2 separate regions of the Mus musculus genome follow, and region 2 is linked to region 1. Evidence: chromatin contacts called from public promoter capture Hi-C data. All regions are on one chromosome and are shown on one strand. The core of a region is the stretch at or near the end of the contact, and the rest is flanking DNA. Distances in the headings are between cores, read along the strand shown.

The links. Capture Hi-C pulls out chosen DNA fragments and counts their contacts.
Region 2: a promoter capture Hi-C map of pancreatic islet shows a contact between it and region 1. The contact joins the promoter of Slc19a1 here to the promoter of Col18a1 in region 1. A contact is called at or near these places in 1 of 115 datasets of contacts at active chromatin or transcription factors (pancreatic cancer cells) and 1 of 9 other capture datasets (pancreatic islet).

What each region holds. Positions count from the first base shown.
Region 1 is chr10:77,164,614-77,171,224 of GRCm38.p6, reverse strand. It overlaps Col18a1 (collagen, type XVIII, alpha 1), which reads left to right and starts at 4,695. Exons shown (of 42, transcript NM_009929.3): 1 at 4,695-4,786; 2 at 4,865-4,935. The coding sequence starts at 4,776.
Region 2 is chr10:77,030,071-77,036,923 of GRCm38.p6, reverse strand. Slc19a1 (solute carrier family 19 (folate transporter), member 1) reads right to left here and starts at 3,712. Exons shown (of 6, transcript NM_031196.3): 1 at 3,577-3,712.

The DNA of each region.
Region 1 (6,611 bases), core at 3,446-5,945:
GAGCTGCCATCCATGGGTGCTGAGAACCCAGCTCAGATCCTCTGGAAGAGCAGCAACTGCTCTTTACTGCTGAGCCCTTTCCCCAGCCCCTGCTTGGGCTAGGTTTGAGTTGAGTGGTCCTTCCAGCTCTAGGGAGACACCATGTACACTGGAGTTAGGTCCACCATGCCATTAACTGGTAGTTCTCAACTTTCCTAATGCTGTGACTGTAATACAATTTCTCATGTTGTGCTGACCCCCCCCCCCCACTATACAACTATTTTTGTTGCTACTTCATAACTGTAATTTTGCCCCTTTTATGAATCATACTGTAACTATCTGACATGCAGGCTATCTGACATGTTACCCTCAATGGGGGTCGAGACCCACAGGTTGAGAACTTTTGCCGTCAGCTATGTTGGCGCCACGAGGTGAATACCGGAAGGAGAAAGTCACGTGCAGGCTTCACTGCTAACCATGTGGTGCATGGCAGGGAGTAAGAAGCCACTTGGAGCTCTTTGTCCCTGGAGCATCAGTAACAGTGTGACTTTTGAGATGGAGTTTCCTTCTTGGAGCCTCAGTCCTATGCAAACAGAGGCTTTAGGTCTTTGTGTGATGCCCTTTGCCCGTGAGTGATAGGAAGCTAGCACTTTGGTTCCTCCTCACTTCTGGAAAGTAGACAAACAAGAGGCCCAGCAAATCAAGTACAGGGTGGCTACGTCAAACCTCAGAAACTGCGGACTACATAAAAGCTGAGCAACTGCCCTGCTCTGAGACAACCACTTCTCAACGGCGGGCCAGCCTCTTGAGCTGTGAGTGTTCCAGCCCCATACTGTATTTGTGCTGTTGGACAGGACTTTTCCACGGTGGCATCTTTCATTAAGGTCTCTTCACAGGGACATAGTGCTTTGCTTTATAGGTATCCCACAATCTTGTAACTCGTAGTTACAAAATTCTGCCAGGGCTGGGCAGTGGTGGCGTAGGCCTTTAATCCCAGCACTTGGGAGGCAGAAGCAGGTGGATTTCTGAGTTCGAGGAAGGCCTGGTCTACAGAGTGAGTTCCAGGACAGCCAAGGCTACACAGAGAAACCCTGTCTCGAAAAGCCAAAAAAAAAAAAAAAAAAAAAAAAAAAAAAGAAAGAAAAACAAACAAGAAAAATTCTGCCAGGATTCGTCCTTCTGTCAGGATACATCTTTCCACGCAGTCTGCCTTCAAGGCTTAGCTGTTCATCACAGGGATTCTTGTCAAAGACAGCCTTAGTGCTGAGCATTGGTCATAGATGAGGCAAGCTGGAAAGCTGTCCCCCACTGTGTAGCAACCGGCATATCTTGGTTCTATGGAAGTATCTACTAGGACCAAGCCTGGGGCAGAGATTGGGTATAGATACAAAGTGTCAGGATGACCCCACAGTATGGAACCTGGTTGAGACTAGACTTCTGATAGACACCGTGCTTTTCATAGCTACCTGGCCCTTTCTGTAGTTTCCCCCTTCCTGGTGAAATGTTACTTGGTGGCCATTGTGATTTGGATCTCCACGTATTAAAGGTTTGGTCCCCTGTCTTTGGTGTCACTGGGAGGTGAAGGAAAACTGAGCGCCTCGTGGTGGAAAATAAAGTCATGAAGCATGTCCTTTGAGGGACTGTTGGTCCCTCTCTCTTCCAGTCGATCAGTGGGCAGCCTCCTCTGAGATAGGCTTCCTGTTGTGATGTTCTGGCAGGCTTAAGGTTCCAATATGACTGGGCTCTTGCTCTTGCTCCTTCGCCTGCTTGCTGCGTGAGACTGAGTAACTGCTAGATCCTTGGACTTCCATTCACAGCTGCGACTGAACCATTGTTGGGAATTGGGCTGCCGACTGTAAGTCATCAATAAATCCCTTTACTATCTAGAGACTGTCCATAAGTTCTGTGACTCTAGAGAACCCTGACTAATACAGAAGTTGGTATTAAAAGTTATAAAGTTGGTAGTCTGAACCCTAAGAAGTGAGGATCCTAAAGGAGACATTCTTCCTTCTAAGTTGATTGTGTTTTTTTTAATTTTGTCACAGCAACAGGAAGCTGACTCACACGTAGCTCATGCCCAACTCCATGGTGTCGCTCTGGGCATAAGAGTAGAAACAGAGTCTGGAGTTGAACCCAAGATGCTAGGGGAGCCAGGCACCATGCTGAGGACCGATCTCTCTCTCTCTCTCTCTCTCTCTCTCTCTCTCTCCCTCCCCCTCTCTCTGTGTGTATGTGTTTCCTCTTCTGTGCCCCTCAGTTGCAGAGACTAGGGCTAGAGCTGAGCATATTGATGCGGAAGAAGAGGAAGGGCATAGAGTCTAGCACTAACTGAGATCTTCCTAAGTGCATTTCTGTATTTTCAGCCCCCCCCCCCCCTTCTAGAGTGATCATGTGTTAATTGTATATACGAAGGGATCAAAACCCTTCTAGGAAAAAGCTGTGAATATTATGGGGGGAATGGAGATGTTGTAAGGGCCCAAGAGCAGGACAGAGACTATAGGAAAGACGTATAGAACATGCCGGGATTTTTTTTAACAGCCACTGTTGCTTCCTGACACTGCATTCATAGCAGAGAGCTCCTGTGGGTGATTTCCATTGTCAGTAGCTTTGACACCTTTGAATAATCTTCCCTGTGTCTGGGAAAGACCAGGAGGCTTGCTTGTCTCCTGCTGCTCCTCCTTCACCATCCCCAAACTCTTCTGAAGTGGACTCCCCTCAGCCTGAGGTGTCAAACCTTGAAGAAGGCAGGCAGCGGACTCTGAAGCCCCCGGATGCCTGGTGTGCCCCCCTCCATTTCAGGATTTCTCCCAGGAATGACAGACAGCCCTGGGGGCTACATCCCGCCACCTGCAGAGGCCTGCAGTTTTGGACACATAGTTGAGCTCCAATCGGCTAATTGAAGATTGAGGAATTAGGCCCTACTGCAGTGGGAGCAGACCTGGAAGGCAGGCAGAAGAAACAAGAACCCCCTCCTCCCCCTCCCCCCAAACTCCTTCTCCTTCCCCCAAGTCTACCTCAGACTCCCCACATGGGCATGGCTTCCAGGTAGACAGACATGAATACAAAGAGAGACAGGATTACTGAGATCCAGGACATGCCCCTACATGTATGTGTGCACGAATACATGTCATCGGACACACACGTGCACATGCTAAGTATAACTATGGAAAAACACACGTGGAGTTGCACACAAAGACCTGCCAGGCACAGACAGCACATGGACCTATCCTCGCCTCTGAAATAGTTTTGAAAAAGAGTGCAGGGCAATCAATCATTTGTATTCTTTTAAAAAAATGTGGACTACAGTCCTCTAGATTGCTTTCTTCCTCCCTGTGCCCTTTTCACCTGGACAGGGACTCCAGGTTTGAAGGCGGATGAAGTGGGGATGTGGGCCAGGTGGATGGGCGAGACTGGGCAGGCCCCTGGGTCTGGGGCAGGATCCGGCCTTTGAAGCCTGGAGAGGATTCAGATGATGTGAGCAGATGAGAATCCCAAGCAGGCCTCGGGCTGCAGCTGCGGAGCAGTGGGCAGAGGGAGGGCAGAACCAGCCCAGGTCAGGAGGCTATATGGAGACTAAGAGGAAGGGAGACTGGAGAGGGGCCTGGGAGGATTAGGAAGAACTCTGGGGTTTAGGAAAAGCTATGGGGTGTTACTGAAGGACTTGGTCTCTGGTCTGCAGAAAAAGTGTGAGTCACTTGAGATGGTACAGACTCAGGGTGGAGGTGTGAGAAGGTCTGGGGACCCTGGCTGAACCTGGATAGTTCTTTGTGGTCTGGGAAATGAGCCAGGCTAAGAAGGACAGTGGAGATGGGCAAGGATGAGGGCTGGGGAATTTGGGAAATTGTCACTAGGCCAGCGCGAATGGCTTTCTGGAATCTGGATTTGCTGTTTGATAGGGGTCAATGTCTCTGATTTTGTTAAAGGCCAGGCCAGGAAGGCCATGCTGCCCTGTTGTTGGAGGAAGGAGCCCAAAAGAGAGAAAAATGTGTGTGTGTGTGTGTGTGCTTACTTGAAGGTACCTTTTTGTCTCTGGGTATTCCAATTGTGTGTGGGGGGGGTGGATGTGGGGACAGGGGTCACCCCTGGGTGTGGCTGGCTTCATAACACATGTACACCTGCAGGCAGCTCTTGGAGGAGATACCCGTGGGGGTGCACCATGGCAACGTGCACGGTTTAGAGAGCCTGCCCTGGACTAGAAGACAGTGGAGATATTGAGGCTGGCAGGACCCTCATGACACACCCAGGGATCCAAGAGTGCAAGGGACATAAGAAGTGGTCGTGGTCGCTCCGAAGTTTCCACTGATGGTAGATGTCTTCTTTCTTCAAATCTCTGACCTTCCCGTTGTCCACCTCACAGACTGAACACATGCCCTGCAGTGGGCATGAATTAATGAATGCGGGACATCCTTGCACCTTGCTCTGGCTTTGAATCTGGATCTCACATATTGCCTCTGGTAGCTTCAGGAGGCAACATGGTATGAAGGGACAACACCCGCGTTGGAGACATTGGAGAGAGGACGAGACTGCCACTCAGAGTTTTAGAAGCTGCGATAGATGCCAGCCCTTGTTCACCCTGCTTGCTCCCAGGTTCCGATCCTACCAGATTGCTCACCGGGTCCTCTCTGGCCCAGCTCTGCTTCTTGAGCCCAGAGCCCCGCCCATCGAGCTGTCTCCGCCCCGTCCCGCCCCTGCCCACCCCTGCCCTAGCCCGCAGCAGCGGTCGGGAGCACTGTGGGCTAGCGGCTCACCGAGGAGCTGGGTGCAGCATCCGGGCGCAGACGGCCTGGCCTGGGGAGATGGCGCCCAGGTTTGCAGGCTCAGGGCTAAAGGGTGAGAGGGGTTGCGGGTCTCTTGGGCTCCACTGACCTGTGACTGTCCTCCGCAGGTGGCACCTCCTGGATGTGCTCACCAGTTTGGTCTTGCTGCTGGTGGCACGCGTCTCCTGGGCAGAGCCAGGTAAGCCTGGATGGAAACATAACTTGGTGCCCCAGGGTTCGCTCTACTTACGTGCCTTTTGTGCAGTTCTGTGGCTTGTCCCCGAAACAGCCACCTCTTATCCTGTACGGTCTGCCGGGAGGCAGTGGCGTCCGGGCCCTGCCCACGCGCAGGTGGCGGCCGGTGGCTGGAGCGCTCAAGGGTAGCGCGATGGTGGCGTTTTCAGTGCTGTGTTGCTTATGTTGGCCATTCATTCTCTAGGGTTTGAGCGTCTGGGGTTCCGGGGTGCGAGCTGTCCGTGTTTGGAGTCCCTTGTGGGGTGGCCAGACTTAAGCGGCTCTGCGGGGAAGTTTGTGCGTTCCGCTGGCTAGGCAAGCAGAGGCATACACCCGTGTCCCACCTCACCAATGTTGCCCTTCCTGGCCTCATTCTGGTCAACGCTTGAGTGAGTGGCCGCCGCCGGTCCCTCCAGGTCCTCGGGAGGGACCGTGGGCGGGGTTTGTCACGGCTGAGAAAGAACCGAGAAAGATCGTTAAGTGCATGGCGTCATCTTTGCGTTTCCAACCTGTTGAGGCAAAACTGCGCGCGTTTGCCCGGGGCCGGACTCCGGTGGCCGGCTAGTCTTTGTGTACCACTGCAGCTCCAGGCCCCTGTCCCCCGCGCCTGCAGTGGTGTCGGGTTGCGCGCGGTCCCCTTTGATGCTGATGAGCGCCAAGCGCAGTCAGGCCGGCCACAATGCTCCTAAGCCCACGGAATCGTCGCCTTCTTTGCTGCCCTGTGAGGACCGCAGCAGCATGGGCGCACTGAGAACTGCTTTGCCACCAGCTCAGAGATTCTGCAGCTAACCAGCAACTGGCTGCTCTCCTCCTGCTCAACATATCCAAGAGGCTCCTGAGTTGGGGGTTGGTGCAATGCCAGACTGCCGGGGTAGAAACCCCGCGCTTTATCACAAAGGCGCCTGCTGGTGACCTCCCGAAAGAACCAAATCCGAACTCTGCAGTATCACCTGCTGTGGTCCCAGGCCTCTTGCCACAGCATCATGAAGGATAAAAGATAAAGAGAGGAGGGGAGTCACTCTGGGAAGGAAAAGTAACTTGGTACATTGCTTTAGTGCGTTAGTCACTTCAGGCTAAACATCAGTACAGGCCCTTTTAAACAGCAGATCTGAAAAGCACCTGTTGCTTGGGTAGCAGATAGTTCTTCATTTATTTGTGTTAACTACAGGGGGTGGGGTGGGGTGGGGTGGGGTGGGGGTAGGGTAACGCCTTTCAACTGCAGGAGATGGGTCTTGGCCAGGCTGTTCTTACTGACCAACCGCGTGGCACTTGGGGCTATTAATCAAATGAGGGCCTGGCAGGGGCTGCAGACAGGGATTTGTAAGCCTGGGGCCTCTTCTGTAACCACTGATGACAAAGGAAAGATGCTGGAGAGAGCAGCACACACACACACACACACACCAGCCCCCCAGCTAGACTGGTTTCAAGTGTAGAAAGGTGATAGATCGTAATTTTAGCCTTTGGGTGGAACAAACCTCTGTGTCTGTAAACTTGGCGATCTAAGGATAACCTTGGGAAGGTGATGTCTCTCTGCTTGCTGTAGCTACTGTTGGGGGTTTTAGTGGTGCACCCTCAGGGACAGGGAGGTCCCTCTAGAGATGTCCAAGGAATGTGATTCTTTTGCCTCCTGGAGGTTGAGTC
Region 2 (6,853 bases), core at 2,463-4,962, 130 kb after region 1:
TAGAGTCCCCTTCAAGCCCTGAGCAAGAGGCAAAGAAAACTCCCCAGATATAAGAAGTAGGGGGGTCCAGATTCTCTACCCATGGACCCCACATTGAGACCAAGGGTGTTCTCAGAGTTCCCACTAATCACAGAGGTTCAAGAAAGAAAGGTGACCTGTGGGCCTTCGGAGTGTGAGCTCCTTGTAAGGACTGCCCAGGAGCCCTTCCTTTAACTCCTGCCTTTGCGACAAGAAGCAGGGTGACAGTTGGGACCTTGAAGAAGTAGGGGTTTGTGGGCTTGTTGGGAGCTTCGAGGAAGGGTGAGCCAGGGGGCATCTAGAGGTCCAGAAGGAAGGAATGTCTGGGAAGATGCTCGGGTGGCGGGTGGTTCCCCACCTCCCTGGAAGCAGCAGGGCCTGGGACTGGGACCCACATTCTTTCTCATGTAAGAATGGAAACAGGCATCCAGGCAGGGGGCCTGGCTGGAGAAAACACAAACACAGGCTACGTCACCTCAGCTGAACAAACTCTGAGCCCTGCTTAGCCTCATCTCAAATGTCCCCAGAGCAGCACAAACAGCCAATAAGGGCACAGCACTCAGGAGGTTCACCCTGTGGCATTGACATCTCCAGAGGGGATGAGGCAGGTGAAGGCAGACCTCAACACATATTGCTAAGACTGGCCAGGTTGGGCAATTGCCCAAACTAAAGCAGCTCCCTGGCTAGGTGGTGTCCAGGAATATAGCTAAATCTAGAATTCTGAGCCTACTATAGGCTTAGGTGGCCCTCATCGGAGAGGTCATCCCCAGAGATAACAGGAGCACCTTTACTTGGTGTCTCTTAGAATCCAGGGATAGTAGACGTTATCAGACACCAGTACAGAATAAACTCTGTATTACTCCATATGTATAGCTCACCGACTCCCAAGGCTGCTACACCCAGGGCACTATAGGTTTATACCATGGAGAGAGTCCATCAGGGCCCTCCTGCTCGGGGGTCTGTAAAATGATCTGGCTCCGGTCCTTCAACAGGTACTGTACCATGGCTAGAGAGACCATCTGAAGAACTCCTGGAGCCCGCTAGGATTATCAGGCTGTTCTACCCTAACTAGTGCAAAAAAAAAAAAAAAAACAAAAAAAACAAAAAACGGTAAGTGGCTGGGCTAAATGCTCAAGGCCCAGGAAATAGACTCTGAGGTTCTGAAAACTCCATCCACCCACACACCCGTCCCACACTCAGGTCTGTTCAAGGGAGCTGTCCTACATCACAAGATGTTTTGCAATCTCAGTGACAAGAGCCAGGAGCCTAGACTGAGTCCCTGGGCTTCTCTGCTCAGACCACGTTACTGATGAGGATCCTGGCATGTGCTCACAGGGGACACATGGGCACCTCCTAGTCTCTGGGGAACCACGTACCAAGTCATCTCCCCTGCCCAGCTCACGCTTTCCACCATAAACACCCGTTCAACAGAAAAACCTAGATGCCTAGAGACTAGGAATTAGGGACTGGCTCTTGGTAAAGCCACAAGCGCCTGGGACCTGCCTCTGGCTCTTCCCTCATCTAAGCTAGGAGGTACTGCCTGGGTCTGAAGTAAGCCCAGGGCCCTCATGCCTAGGAGGTAGAAACAGGAACAGTCAGGCCCTCTGGCCTTCTCCAGCTGCTGCTCTGCTCAAACTTGAAACGTTTCCGGAACTGCCTCCCCCAGTTCCAGAGCCGCAGGCTCGGCTCTGCTACCTTCCCACAGGACTTGCTAATAGCATGGGATGGACTAGGGGTTGAAAGCTTAGAATCGCAAACTTCCCAGAGCTTCTAGGTCTGGAGTAGTGACTACTGGGCAGGCCACAGGCCAGACAGAGGAAAAGCTGCTATTCAGAATAGTGGCCAGGGAGTCCAAGGTCCGAGTCAAAAAAACAGGGGCCCAAACTCTTGTTTGCACGGGGCAGGTGGTCTCAGCCTGGATTCTCCAGGCTGTTACCTAGGCAGAGACTGCCTGGGGCAGTTTATGACACTCTACTGGAGGTAACATCACTGCCACATAGTTAGTGTCCAGCTCTGACACAATACCCTCTTTCTCTAGCTCAGAGCCCAGGCTGCTCTTCCTAACAAAGCTAGGTTCAGCTCTATTCAGCCAAAGGAAAGATGAGGGGGAATCCTGTTCTCTACATATTGGAACTGAGTATGGAAGGAAGCTCATGGCTTGCGGGCCTCACAGTGGACCAGGACTCCATATGCCCTGAGCATCCTGTGGCTTCTTAACTTGCAACCTCTTCCAGGCAACTGAAAGAAATTCTTGGCAGCCCGGGTGGGTTGTAGTGTCGGGGAGGGGCACTACACAGTCCTTTCTGACCAGCCTAGCACCCGTGTGAGAGATGGGGGTAGGGGTGGAGGTGGGTAAGAAGTGTGGAATACAACTGTTCACAAACTTCTTTCCAAGGCCCACTTTCTTTTTATCTTGAAACAGGAAGGTTCCTTTTAATTAAGGAAGGGGGGAAAACAAACGCCAATGCCCTTCTCCCATTGTGGTGGCTGAGTGTTGACTGTATCTTTGCCACTGGCTCAAATGCCCAGAATCAATCTCTTTCCTCAGCCCCAGTGCCTTGTTGGAAGGCACACATCCGGCTCCCTAGCCCGGAGAATGTGTCAGGCTCTGCAAAGTCAGAGGCTCTGTGCCCTGCTGAGTCCATCTGAGCAGCTCCCGGAGTCCTTGAGTCTCACTGGGAGGAGGCTACTTCTTAACAGTCAGGCAAGCAAGTCTAAGGATTTAGTCTATCCTCTCCACTGAGAGAAGGCCCACAAACATCTTCTAGCCCCCTGAGGTTCCGACCAACATCGTGAAGACAGGGAAGTTAGGATGGGAACACTCACCGGGTGAGGAGTCACGTCAATATGGTTTATTCCTAGGCTATTAGCCAAGTCTAGTATCCCTGTCACAGAGATGCTGGAAGTACAGAAAAGACTGGCTACTACAGGCAGCCTGTACAAGCTGCAGATTCCACCTGTTCCAAAGGGAAGTTGTTAACAGTTGTCAGGGTGCCTACAACCTCTGAGCTAAACAATGAGCCTTGGAGGCGCGCCACGTCCAGGGCGTGGGCAGTGGGGTTTCCTTGCAGGCAACACGTGCTCTAAAGTCGCTGGGGCAGGCGCACGTGGTGATTCCTGACCTGAGGAAGATACTTTGAAAGCAAAAGAACTCCGTTCCAGAGGAATGACAAGGAGAGAAATGGCGCTCAAAGGTCCCACTAGGCAGCCTGGGGATTTATCCTCCCGACGGTTCTGCAACCATGAGCCCAGGATGCGGGCCAGCACTCAGACTCTTGCCCCGAGGCTCGTAACGCTGAGGTCCTCACCTATACTCTGTATTCACAGAAGGACCCTGACACCCCACAGATACTAGCCCGTGTCCCACACCTATCCTACTGCCCCTATGCATCCCAAAGACTTCTGCTTGTCTTCCACCCAGCAGACCCCGCATGCGCCTTCCGCACGCTACAAACCCTGCCTGGAGCTTTGTAGTCGCGCCAAGGACTCCGCGGTCCTCTGTAGTGGAGAATTCAGCCCGCTTTCGTCTTCAGGACACCGGAAGGAACAGAACCGTACCTTGCACTACCCCGTGGCTCCCCAGGCACGCATAGAATGGATTCCTAGCTCTGCGTCCCACAGGCCTGTGGCTGATTCAACGCGCACACGCAGACTACAACACCCAAAAACCCGCGCGTAGGCTCAAGGGCCGCATGGAGAGGCGTGGTTACCTGACTGACCACGCCCCGAAGGAGTGGCCAGCGTGGTAGACAGGAGGCGCAGCCGCAGAACTTCCAGGAGGCGGGGCAAACACCTGGCTACACCCGCAGCTACTTCCACAGGGGGTTCATGCACGCGCCCTCTACACTTGGAGATTTACTACCGGGTGGGTCTTGTGGTTCCCTGAGGAGCGGACGACCGGTGGCGCGTCTGCTAGCCTGTGCCCTAAGAACCTACATCTCTAGACTCCAGGCCCCCTTCAGTACGCTCGCCCAGTGTTCGGGCTCCTGTGCTTCCTCCTCAAGCCGACCCTCTCTGTCCGCCTCTCCAATAAGTCCCTTCTTCCCCGCCCCCTTCCATCCCGTCTCCTCTTCACCCAACCCCTGGGCCCCGCAGCCCGCCTGAGCCCCTTTACGAGCCCCCTACCCGTCCAGCGCTTGACCGGGTCTCAGCTCACAGCAGATTGCTTGATCTGATCGAGCACAGAGGTGACCGCCCGGCCTAAGACCAAGCAAGGCCCCTCCCCGGGTCCGCCCCTGACCCCTGCTGGCCTGCAGAAGTCTGCGCTGGCTCTGTCCGGCTCCTCTTGAGACGAGCGCCCCGCGACCACCTGCTAAAGCATTCCAGGCACCAAGGCATTGACCGCTAGATATAGACTGCACCAGCTGTGCACGCCCTTCGTTTGGGTATCAGCGTCTTTAGGTTCCAAGGGCACCGACGGATTGCGCTGAGCTATGCATGGAGACCCCCTACACACACACACACACACACACACACACACACACACACACACAAAACCTTACTCACCTTGTATCAACCTACTTGACTGTTAACAGGGACAGAAGTCTGGCCTAAGCGTTTTAGGCCCCACCCCACCCTCCTTCACCACCAATCCCCCAATCTTTCAAACTCTCACCCCAGCAGGGATGTTCAGCTGATGCTCAGCAGGTGGAGGCTGCTAGCAGCCTGAGGTGGGTTGGGAGAGGGCGGGGCTCCCTGAAACCAGCCTCTTTCCTCCTGATGGGTTTTGGCGGAGTACTTGCGAGGGCAGCAAAGTAGAACGAATGGAGAGGGGCATGGGTCCAAAGAGGAATGGCCGACCAGCAACTCTGGTTTAATAGATTCCCAAGGTGGTGGGGTGCCGGGAGGTTAGACTATAGGTATGGTCATCTATACGAATGGGGTCCCAGGTGTGAGAACCCAGTCTCCACACCAGCACGGCTCCTCCCCAGCCCATGGGGGCCACACCCCTCTGGACTTGGGCCTTCTTGGTACATGCAAAGGTGCTGGCCACCTAGTTGCTATACAAGGGAATCAGGAAGCTAGAGTGCTTCTCTGGCCAGAGATGTGGAAAGCAATGGCGGGCCTCATGGCACGTTTGGAAAACGCACTGGCTCCTCTCTACAAGTTGGCAGCAGGCATGCATGCGCTCTTGGGGCTGGCTGCTACCCCCACCTCCTGCCTGGGAAATCTGCAGGACCCTTGCCATTAACCACGCCAGACTTGGTCCAGCAATGCAAGTCCTTGTGAGTTGAAAGGGACAGGAACAAATGTCACATTCTTTGGAAATGATGGTCAGGTAGCTGGAGGAATTTTAGGGTGAGCTGGAAGGCTCCCATATCTGGCTGTGTTGGTTATCTACACCCTCGGGCCACTTACTACTTACAGCCTGAAGGGCAAGGTAAAGGAGGTAGAGGGGGTGTGGAGGAAGATTGTGATTATCTCTGTGCCAGACAGGTCTGTGCCTCTTTGGGGTTCAGTGAGGACACCCTACCCACAGGAACAGGTAGTGGTATCCAGTCTGCATGGCCTATATGTCACAGAGAAGAAGATACTGATAAGCGCATCTATCCCAGGGCACTGGGCTTCCTGCAGTCCTGTTTATCCCTGTGTTAGGATTCCTGAAGGACCTGCACCTTGTAGGTGGACCAGAGGTAGAATGGTCCCTGTACCAATTGTGAGCTGCCATGTGGGTGCTGGGAATTGAACCAGGGTCCTCTGAAAGAGCAGCCAGTGCTCTTAACCCCTGAGCCATCTCTCCAGCCTCCCCCACCCCACCCACCCTGGGTCATTTGGAGAAGACTTGGGGAAGAATGAGGAAGTTTCCGGGATGTCTGCTGCCTAAAATACCAGATGCTGGCGCTGAGAAGGCTCCGCCGTATGGCCGGCATGGTCAATTTTTGGGAATGTAATAAGTGCTTTGAGGAATGGTTTCTTGGATATAAAGTGACCTACTGTTTGTTTAAGTGCTAGTGTTAGCATGGCAGTTGCCTTCAGTCTGGCCCATGGGAGTGAGAGCTGTTACCCAGGAAGGAGCCATAGGTGGGAGGGGTCAGGATGAGTCACGAGCTAAACCCCAAGCAACCTATAAGTTCTAGTCACAGTTGCCACAGCAAGGCCTGAAGTTTGCAGAGCCACAGACATCTGGAGGAGCATGTGTGAGTTCTGCAGCTCAATCCCATAAGGTACTAAGCTCTGGAAGACCGTCCTAACTCACTGCCTGATAACAGCATGACTACCCCTAGAGGACACATGGGTTCTGCCCATCCAATATCATCCAGAGCAGAGGTTTTCAACCTTCCCAATGTTGCTATCCTTTAATAAAGTTCCTCACATTGTGGTGACACCCCCCCCCATTATACATTTATTTTTGGTGCAACTTCATAGCTGTAATTATGTTACTGTTATGAGTCATAATGGCATCTATCTGTGTTTTCTAATGGTCTTAGGTGACCCCTGTGAAAAGGTCATTTGATTCCCCCACAGGTTGTGAACCCACGGACCTGGGCTAGTCTGCTAACACCCTACCTCTCCAGACCATTTCCCAGCAAGAGGCAAGGCTGCCTAGTGGGGGCTGGGCTCTGAGGTTAGGAACAAGCAGCCCACCCCAGCTCAGGGGTGCCTCTGGGGAGTCCTCTAGCTCCGCACCTCCTACCAGCAAGATAGACTGGCATGTCTGCTATGCAGAGGAGTTTGAAGAATAAGATGGGCACTTGTCACCATCCTAGTCTCGGGCTGGCAGGGCTCATGAGGGAAAGCAGCCCAGCTGCCATTTCATCCCACTGTCAAGGCTCACTTGAGAACACTTGAGCTGCCACAGTCAGATCCAGGAAGAGAAAGAACAGCACGGGACTTC